Regions from separate parts of the Capra hircus genome. Here region 2 is linked to region 1. The links are chromatin contacts, called in public Hi-C maps. All regions are on one chromosome and are shown on one strand. The core of a region is the stretch at or near the end of the contact, and the rest is flanking DNA. Distances in the headings are between cores, read along the strand shown.

Region 1 (4,701 bases), core at 1,100-3,599:
ACATAATTCATACCCCTTATATTTTGTAACCTATTTTTAAAAACATAGCAGTATTCTATGGGAATTTTCTCAGGGTATTAAGTATTCTTCTAAACATGATTTTAAATTATTGAATTACTTTTTATTGTGTAAGTAAGATCATGTGTTTAGTGCTTCCCTGGCAGGTGGTAGCTCAGACAGTTAAGAATCCACCTGCATTGCAGAAGACCCTGGTTCGATTCCTGGTTCGGACTTATTTGACTTCAGATTACATATTTACCTTATGGAAAAAATAATATTCCTTCCCTTCTGTTCTAGCACCCAGGAAGCTCATCATGTATCTGGGTCTCTGTGGAGAGGCTGCCAGACTAAAACTGTAGACTGGGAATATGTAGATGCAATATTTGGGTCAGGAAGGTCTTTTTAAACAAAACAGAAAATCCAGAAGCTAAGTAAGAGACTAATAAATTTGACTCTGTAAAAATGAAAATTTATGAAATGTAAATACTATGAATGAAGTCAAAAGGATGAATAGATATGAGCCAAAAGTCTAATTTCTTTAGTATACAAAAAGAATTTTCAATCCATAAGAAAACATCCAACAATCCAACAGAAAGTAGGCAAAGGAAAAAAAGATCTGCTCACAGAATTCAAATTGCTTTATTCATGTGAAAAAGAATAGACCTCACTCAAAATTTAAAGAATGCAAATGAAAACAACGACATGCTACTTTTTAATCTTTCACACTGGCAAATGGGACTTAAAAGGTCAATAAACCTATTGCTAAGAAAGGGGGGGTGGGGAGTAGCCACTGAGGACTCTATGACTTGGTGCTGCCTTTACCTGCAAAGAAAGAAAGTGAAAGTCACTCAGTAGTGTCCAACTCTTTTCAACCCTATGGACCGTTCCGTTGCACGCCAGGCTCCTCTGTCCATGGAGTTCTCCAGGCAAAATCAATGGAGTGGGTTGTCATTCCCTTCTCCAAGGGATCTTCCCAACCCAGGGATCGAACCCAGGTCTCCCGCCTGGCCAGAAAGATACAGAAAATGAAAAATGAAAATATTCTTCGTCAAGACAGCTCCTCTTCTAAGAATTTATCCTACAGACACAGTTACACACATGGTTCAATCACATACACACAGATGTTCACTGAATTGTTTGTAACAGCAAAAGACTGGAAACAACCTCGATATCCTTCAATCAAAGACTGATTGAATAATTACAATCTGCTGCCTATCAGAACACCACCAGGCAGCCATTCTAAAAGAATGTCCCAGATCCACCTGTGCTGAAGTGAGGCCATCGCCAAGATGTATTATAAAGGGAGAAGAGAAGCCCTGCACAGGTTTTGCGTACAGAAGAAGCTTAACAGGAGACATCCGTATACTTTTGTTCTGGAATAAATCAAAAGAAAGTACTAAAAACGGCTGCCTCTGAGAAGAGGGCTTGGGGCCATATAAAGGGGGGAAGGTTTCTGTACTGCTTGCATTTTCTACCATATGTATTTATTATTTTTCCATTTTAAAAACTAGCTAATCGGGGATTCCCTGGCGGTCCAGTGGTTAGGATGTCATACTTTCACTGCCAAAGGCCGGGGTTCAATCCCTGATGGGGGATTTAAGATTCCACAAGCTGCATGGCATGGCCAAAGGTGGGGGTGGGGAACGAAAAGAATAGGTATCAAAGAGAGGAAGGGAGAAAGAGATACTAAAAAAAAAAAAATTGTATACGCTAGTTGCTTTCAATAAACATTAATATTTAAGCAGAGTGGGAGATTCCATGGTGCTTTGAGCTCTTGCGTCAGGAGAACGGAGACTTCATATCCCAGTCCAGCAACGAGCACTCATGGAAAGTCAAACACAGACAATTTTTTAAATAAAATTAAAGACGTGCAGATATAAAGAAAATTAAAGCGACCAACGAAAAAACGGGAGTAGCTCTTTCCACCAGTGAACAGCAGTGCGAACCAGTGCGGCGGAGCCCGAGGACCACGCGCTGCCCTAACCGCGATCGAAGCCTCTCCCCCATCTCCCAGCCCTCTCTCCCACGAAAGGGACCACTCTTTCGTGCCATCCTAGGGGGCGACAACATATCGAGGCGCCAACTCCGGGAAGATGGTGAACAGCAAGGACGGCCGGAACTCACGGCCTACCAGGTGGTGGCGCAGGGCAGCTCCGCGGGAGGGCGAGGTGCAGCCCCTGGGATATACTGTCAAATACAAACTTCTCCGGAATTTGGCAATCTCTGCGTCCGCCGCCGCCCCCGGAGGCCTGGCAGCAGCTGCACCGCGACCCGCCGTCTCCACCTGCGCGCAAGGCTGAAGCCGGCCGCTCCCGAGCGCCCCTGCCTGGCCCGGGTGCGCATCCGTAGGGCCACAGTGCGACCCAGCGGGCCTCCGGGGAAACTGCGCCCGACGGTCGCCCCGGCAACCGGTGGGGCAAGGACCGGGAGAGTTACCGCCTCCCGCTATAACAGTCTCAAGAAAAGGTGATGTGGAAGAATAGTCTCCTTCCTACTTTGTAAACGGAGGGAGGCGATCTGTTTGCCAAGACACTTGCTAAACTCACAGGTAGGTCTTACTGCATTCAGCCTCTGGGTGAAAATCGACTCGCCGGAAAGTTCTGGTTTGAGATGCCTGCAGTGTTTTATTCAGAATTCTAGACAACTGGTCATTTATGAAGTCCAAGGAAGAAACTATTAATTTTTATCTGAAGAATGACCCTTATGGTCTAGTAAAATCTATGGCTAGTAGAACTGACTATATGCAGGCTCGACCACAATGCCACCTCCTTCTTGAAATCCACCGCTGGGTAAGTAGAAGTGTCCCCTGTTCACTGTCATGGCCTGTGTGAGGGACTTCCTCTGAGAATCACATCTGCACACCATCCTGATTACTGGAGCTGCACACTCCCTGAGGCTGAGACCATGTCTTACTCAACTGTTAGGAGTAGGGGGAAAGATAAGCCTTGCAGACCCTGGGAACAGTGAAGAAAACAGAAGAAAGAAGCCATGTCACAACAGCAATTTTGTGTCATTTGAATAGTTTATCGAACACTAAATTGCTCTCCTTGGTTCAGCAGGCCAGCATTCCTCAAAGGTTGCCCCCTGTGTATTAGTTTCAGGCCATATTAATATCATAAAATTTGAGTATCAGGTAATTCTGAATATAGAGTAATCTCACATTTTGCAAGGGAAAAACCTCTCAGAAAACACGGTTGAGGTTTTGGGGGCCTTTTGGCCAACTTGAAAATATAAATATTTCAGCAATAGGTAAGAGAGTTAAATGTCTGTCTATAGGATTGACTTCATCCCTTTAGTTACATTTTAAAGTGTAATTAACACATGAAATAGCAGGTTGATATTGCAATATTGCTTTTTTCCTCTCACTTTTTATGACTCGATTTTACTTAAACTCTCACCTAAGTCTTTCAACATCTCAGTCATCCCAAGAGGCCCTTCTTAAAGCATCTAACACAGTTGCTTTTGTTTGCATGCAGTATTTTTTAAATCCATGTATAGTGCTGTCACTGGACATTTTAATCCTAAACCATGATTATATAAATTCAGGGTGGTTGTTTTTTTTTTTTCAAATTTGTTCTATAGGTTTAGATTTATCTCTTTGACATAATCCCTAACTATATTGCTTTTTAATCACTGCTTTTTACATGCATACCAAATATCTGCATAGGGAGGTCATACCCTGTATTAGTAAGGGTCTAGCCTCAGAACAGGATCTGTTCTGACTAGTTTAAGCAAGAGGAGATTTGTAACAGCGTATCATATAATTTCCAGAATCACTGGAGTGGGGAGTTTGGCAAGAAACAGGCTCTAGACTGAGCTTCCAAAAATAATTCCAAAGCCACACCAGAAGACCAGCCAGAGAACAAGAAGCCACAAGCCAAATCTGGCCCTGCTGCTGTAGCACACACCGCTATTGGGCCATTTCTGCTGCAGTCAGAATGCTGCTGGTGGAGCTGAGAGTCTGCTGTTGCTTATCACCTCTGCTGACCATCCACAAACCAAACTGCATGCCTTGTTCCAAAGTCAAGTTTCATGCAAGTGAATCTCTTTTTTGGAACCTAAAGTACATCCAAAATGCTCACTGCAGTGTCTAAGAAAACTTCTAAGAAGTTTCCAGTTTCTTCAATATAAGAAGACAGATCAGAATAAAATTAGAAAAGACAATGAGCAAGCTGGTCCACAGCATCTGCTTCACACTCTCAAGAATAGTTACCAATTTTGTGTTATATTTATTTGTTCCCTTATTTTTTAAAAAAACTAATTCCATCAGACAACCTTTACCAGCAATTAAAACTAACACAGATTAAAGTTGTCTTAGGATAAAGTTTTCCTCACACAGTATTTTAGTTCTTCAAAAGTAAATGATTGAGAAACTGGCTTTTGAAATATGAGCTCTTGAAAGCCCTTGAATATAAGGAAACTCCATCTTATGTATCTTAAATATCCATCTCCATCTTATATATCTATGAAGGATAATTTCGGAGAAGAAAACCTCACTTCATATTTGGGCATAGACAGTAGTCGTTCCATGAAAAGGTTTTTTTTTTTTTTTAAGAGTTTTATGGGCAAAGGGATTACAGGGATACCTCAGAGACATTGTGGGTTTGGTTCCAGACCACCTCAATAAAGCAAATACTGCAATAAATCGAGTCATGTGACTTTTTTGGTTTCCCATTGCATATAAGTTTTACTTACACTGTG
Region 2 (4,701 bases), core at 696-3,195, 280 kb before region 1:
ATGACTGAGCGACTTCACTTTCACTTTTCACTTTCATGCATTGGAGAAGGAAATGGCAACCCACTCCAGTGTTCTTGCCTGGAGAATCCCGGGGACGGGGGAGCCTGGTGGGCTGCCGTCTATGGGGTCGCACAGAGTCAGACACGACTGAAGCGACTCAGCAGCAGCACACAACGGGCACTCAGAGCAGAACGGACACATCTCTGTATACTTACCACAACTTTGCCGCCTGGACCCTGGCTTTGGACAGTGACTCCCATCCACTGATCTTCCTTGCTTTCCGATGAAGGGTCAGCTGCGGAGAAAGCAGCATAGGTCACACACACACACACACACACACACACACACACACAGAGCTACGACTTCAAAGCTACTGCAACACGCCATGAACCAATTAATGAGCAAAATGTAAGAAACAGCTTCTAAACTGCCTTGACTCCAAGTCTAACTACTTAGTAAGTGCAGTTACTCAATCCATAAAAATTACTTTCCATCTTAAGAAAACAGGTGAGTGGTTATTGGTGTTTCACAAAATTCTTTACATAAAGTATATAATTCTACCTGGTGGCCCTTCACCTTCTCTGACACCCAGAGTCCCAAGAACAGAAATGACCATCCAAACTAACAAAAAGGGAGTTACTTCTCTACATACCCTCAAATTTGTTACATGATAGCTTGAACTTTGCTTTTCTTTACTGGAGATGGGAAAACAAGGCCTCAGATCCACTTTCTATCTTTCTATTGATGAAAAAAAGGAAAATGATATATTTATTTTTACCTCCTCCTTCCAAAAAGGAGAGAGGGAAACCAAAAATCTCACCGTGTGCTCTTCAGTATCAATTTGAGCCTACTGTATAACCCTACATCCAAAATTTTGCCTTCCTTAATGAGATGGCAGGCATGATTTTCAATTTTGAATCATTACGAAAACATCAAAATTAAACAACTTTAGGTAGGCAAAAGGAAAAATGCCAAAATGTTAAGTAAATAGGCATTATCGCTACATTATCGGTGGGTTTGAGTTTTTCTTTATAGTTCAATGTCATTTACAGATTTTCCACAATTAACATATATTATTTTCCAATCAGTTAAAAAAAATTTGTTGCTAAAAAGATTTAAAAAAAAAAAAAAAAAAAACAAGAGAAGAATATAAACATGAAGCTGCAAATCTGCGTCGACCAAGAACGCCAAATTAGGTTTGGTTGCAGCTTCTCAGGACACTAATTGCTCTGCCCACCACACAGTCTATACAAAACAAGCCTCTATCTGAGATAATAGGGAAATTTTATCCATATTGTCCAGCTCTCATTTTAGAGAGATCTTATATTTAACAGCCTTTCTCCCTAATATTTTAACAGCAAATGAGAACTTTTGGCTGCTGAGTACAGGATACACATTCTTTTTTCTGAACAGTTTTTCAAGTCTCCTGTAGAACCTCAACACATCACTAGGTGGCAACATCAATACACCATACCAGTTTGGAAACCAGGGTTGGGGAGACACCAAAAACAGGGCAGCCAAAGTGACTTAAAAAGTAAATGTTCTCAGGGCAAGCAAGAAACAGTCAAGGCCCAGGCAATTAAGAGAGGCCTTCTCTCCAAGAATAAATGCTTGTCCCCCTCTTTCCTTCCTCTTGGAAAGGGCAAGTGGGATACAGGTTGAGTTGGCCAAGGGAACACCGAGCAAGTCCAAAAGAACACACCGTCGTTATCAAATTCAATTCGCGTGCACGGCCCCCGGGAGGTGATGTCGCAGCTGTACAAGCCTCCTGTTCTGTTGGCCTTCTGCAGCGGAAGGGCCACGGCGCGGGGAGCCCCCACGAGCAATCTGTTGACGAAACAGAGAATTTGGAGATTTGAGCTGAATATGCATTTAACACTTAGAGTCAGAGCCAAGAGATACAGGAATTATTCTCTTGTCAAAAAGCCGCCTAATTCTCCGCCAGTTTAGGTGGTGAGGGAGAACAAAAGCAGAGCCCTGTGACATGCAAAGATGCGAGTAAAGCACAAGAAGAGGGGCTGTTCAAACAGGTGAAAGACACGCCCATCTCTCGCAGCATCAGCAGCTCTCTGCTGGGCACGAGTCTGGTGTTTTAGAAGACACTTTCCACAGAGCCTGCCCCCTACACCTAAGCCAAGGACATCACAAGGAACTCAGACAAAACAAACACTCCCTCGCTGGGGGAGAAAAATGGTCACATTAAACTGAAATGATAATACATCTGTTTCTAACACTGTGTCTTCTTAGGGTGGGGGCGCAGGGTTCAAAGGTAATTTTTGAATATCCCCCAGGTTTCCAGTTTATATACTGTTTAGTTGATTAAACCAGGTGGCCACTGGACTGAGGCGGGTCTAAGGCTATGGCAGCCTATGGAAGCAAACTGAAATCCCAGCCTGCAAACGTCTCAAGGTTACAAAACCAAACCAGGGGGAACCGGTTGCGAACAGGCACCCAGACGGCAAGCCAATCGAACCATTTCCTCGCTTTGCTTCCTTCCTGTCCTTACTTTCTGTGTCTTTCCCTGCTCCTGCTGGTTCGACACTGCCAGGTTTGCACTGATTTCTACTCAAATAAACTTGTCAAGGTTTTAATATGCCTCAGTTTACCTTTTAACAATATAGATTTGGAACCAAATCTTTCCCCAAGATACACCTCGACCGAATTACTGTTTTGTAGCCTCTTTCTGCATCAATTCTCACTTTCTGGCACTTGGTCCTCTTGACAAGCTCCTCTTCTTTCATCCAATCAGTCTCCACCAAGGATTCAGGGATGGTCTGAGAGTACCTTCCATGCAGTAGGCACCACAATGTTCCCTCTCCCCTCCCACCTCAAGGTTCCTGCCATCTCCAGTAAGAGAGGCTCCTAAGCTAAACCCACAATCCTTAAAAGCTGACTGCTTCTCAGCCAATGGGATCGTTAAAGACACGCTATCTTTTTGCTGTGTTCTTTTGCTAATGTCTTTTTTATTTCATTGAAGGATAATTGTTTTACAGAATTTTGTTGTTTTCTGTCAAACCTCAACATGAATCAGCCATAGGTATACATATATCCCCTCCCTGTTGAACCTCTCTCCTATCTCCCTCCACATCCCACTCCTCTAGATTGATACAGAGCCCCTTTTGAGTTTCCTGAGCCATACAGCAAATTCCTGTTGGCTATCTATTTTGCATATGGTAATGTAAGTTTCCATATTACTCTTTCCATACATCTCACCCTCTCCTCCCCTCTCTCTGTATCCACAGTCTATTCTCTATGTCTGTTTCTCCACTGCTGCCCTGTAAGTAAATTCTTCAGTACCATCTTTCTAGATTTCGTATATGTGCATTAGAATACAATATTTATCTTTCTCTTTCTAACTCACTTCACTCTGTATGATAGGTTCTAGGTTCATTCACCTCATCAGAACTGACTCAAATGTGTTCCTTTTTTTGGCGTAGTATTATTCCATTATGTATATGTACCATAACTTCTTTATCCACTCATCTGTTGATGGGCATCTAGGTTGCTTCCATGTTCTAGCTATTGTAAATAGGGCTACAATGAACAATGGGATACAAGTGTCTTTTTCAGCCCCGGTTTCCTCAGGGTTTATGCCTAGGAGTGGGATTGCTGGGTCATATGGTGGTTTTATTCCTAGTTTTTTAAGGAATCTCCATACCGTCTTCCATAATGATTATATCAACTTACATTCCCACCAACAGTGCAAGAGCAGTTTCCTTTTCTCCACACCCTCTCCAGCATTTATTGTTTGTAGACTTTTTGATGAAGGCCATTCTGACAAGTGTGAGGTGATATCTCATTGTGCTTTTGAGTTGCATTTCTCTAGTAATGACTGATGTTGCGCATCTTTTCACGTGTTTTTTGACCATCTGTATGTCTTGTTTGTAGAAACGTCTGTTTAGGCTTCGGGTTGCTGCTGCTGCTGCTGCTAAGTCGCTTCAGTCATGTCCGACTCTGTGCGACGCCAGAGACGGCAGCCCACCAGGCTCCCCCGTCCCTGGGATTCTCCAGGCAAGAACACTGGAGTGGGTTGCCATTTCCTTCTCCAATGCGTGAAAGTAAAAAGTTAAAGTGAAGTCGCTCAGTCGTGTATGACTCTTCACGGCCCTATGGACTGCAGCCCACCAGGCTCCTCCATCCATGGGATTTTCCAGGCAAGAGTACTGGAGTGGGGTGCCATTGCCTTCTAATGCCTTTTAATTACCATCAGTTTTACAGTCTTTGGGGTCTGGCTAACTAACTGACAACAAGGAAAAGAAACAAAGAGAAAAGGACGTACACCGGACCTGGACAGAGAGAAACAGAGCTGAAAGAGCAACCAGGCTAGAGCTGGGAAAAACAGCTGGGAACGCAAATGTAAACCAACAGCCAACTCCCAAAACAGAAAAGCCAATCCTGGCCTTCAGGAAACTCGTAACTCTCAGATGCAAATAACAAAAACTAAGACAAATAATAACACCACCCTCTCCGGGCTCAATGACAGGCCTTACAGCTTTTGTCTTTGCTATGATCCCAATAAAGGATTTAACACATTTTCTTTTAAAACCAATGCAGTGCAGTGGATGCAACGGAATAAAAATGCAGAGAAAACAGAGAGGGGTGCCAGACTCTGCCAGGGAGAGCCAATGAAGCGGGCCTTACAGAACACTAGCAGACTCACTCACACGTGAACATGGGGCCCTAGCACCATCCTTCCCCCCA

What was found. A called contact is a pair of places that touch in the nucleus more often than the background predicts.
Region 2: a Hi-C map of liver shows a contact between it and region 1, with 5 times the contacts expected there. The contact joins two enhancer-like sites. A contact is called at or near these places in 2 of 5 Hi-C or Micro-C datasets (blood and liver).

The regions. Positions count from the first base shown.
Region 1 is chr2:111,873,644-111,878,344 of ARS1.2, reverse strand. No RefSeq gene overlaps it. Among named protein-coding and RNA genes, the nearest start is that of DLX2, 35 kb to the right of the region's middle. Within about 2 kb of position 2,349, at least 3 of the 5 cell types and tissues checked have an H3K27ac peak or open chromatin away from gene starts, as enhancers often do.
Region 2 is chr2:112,150,980-112,155,680 of ARS1.2, reverse strand. It overlaps ITGA6 (integrin alpha-6), which reads right to left. Exons shown (of 25, transcript XM_018064673.1): 2 at 1,703-1,827; 3 at 216-295. Among named protein-coding and RNA genes, the nearest start is that of ITGA6, 38 kb to the right of the region's middle. Within about 2 kb of position 1,945, at least 3 of the 5 cell types and tissues checked have an H3K27ac peak or open chromatin away from gene starts, as enhancers often do.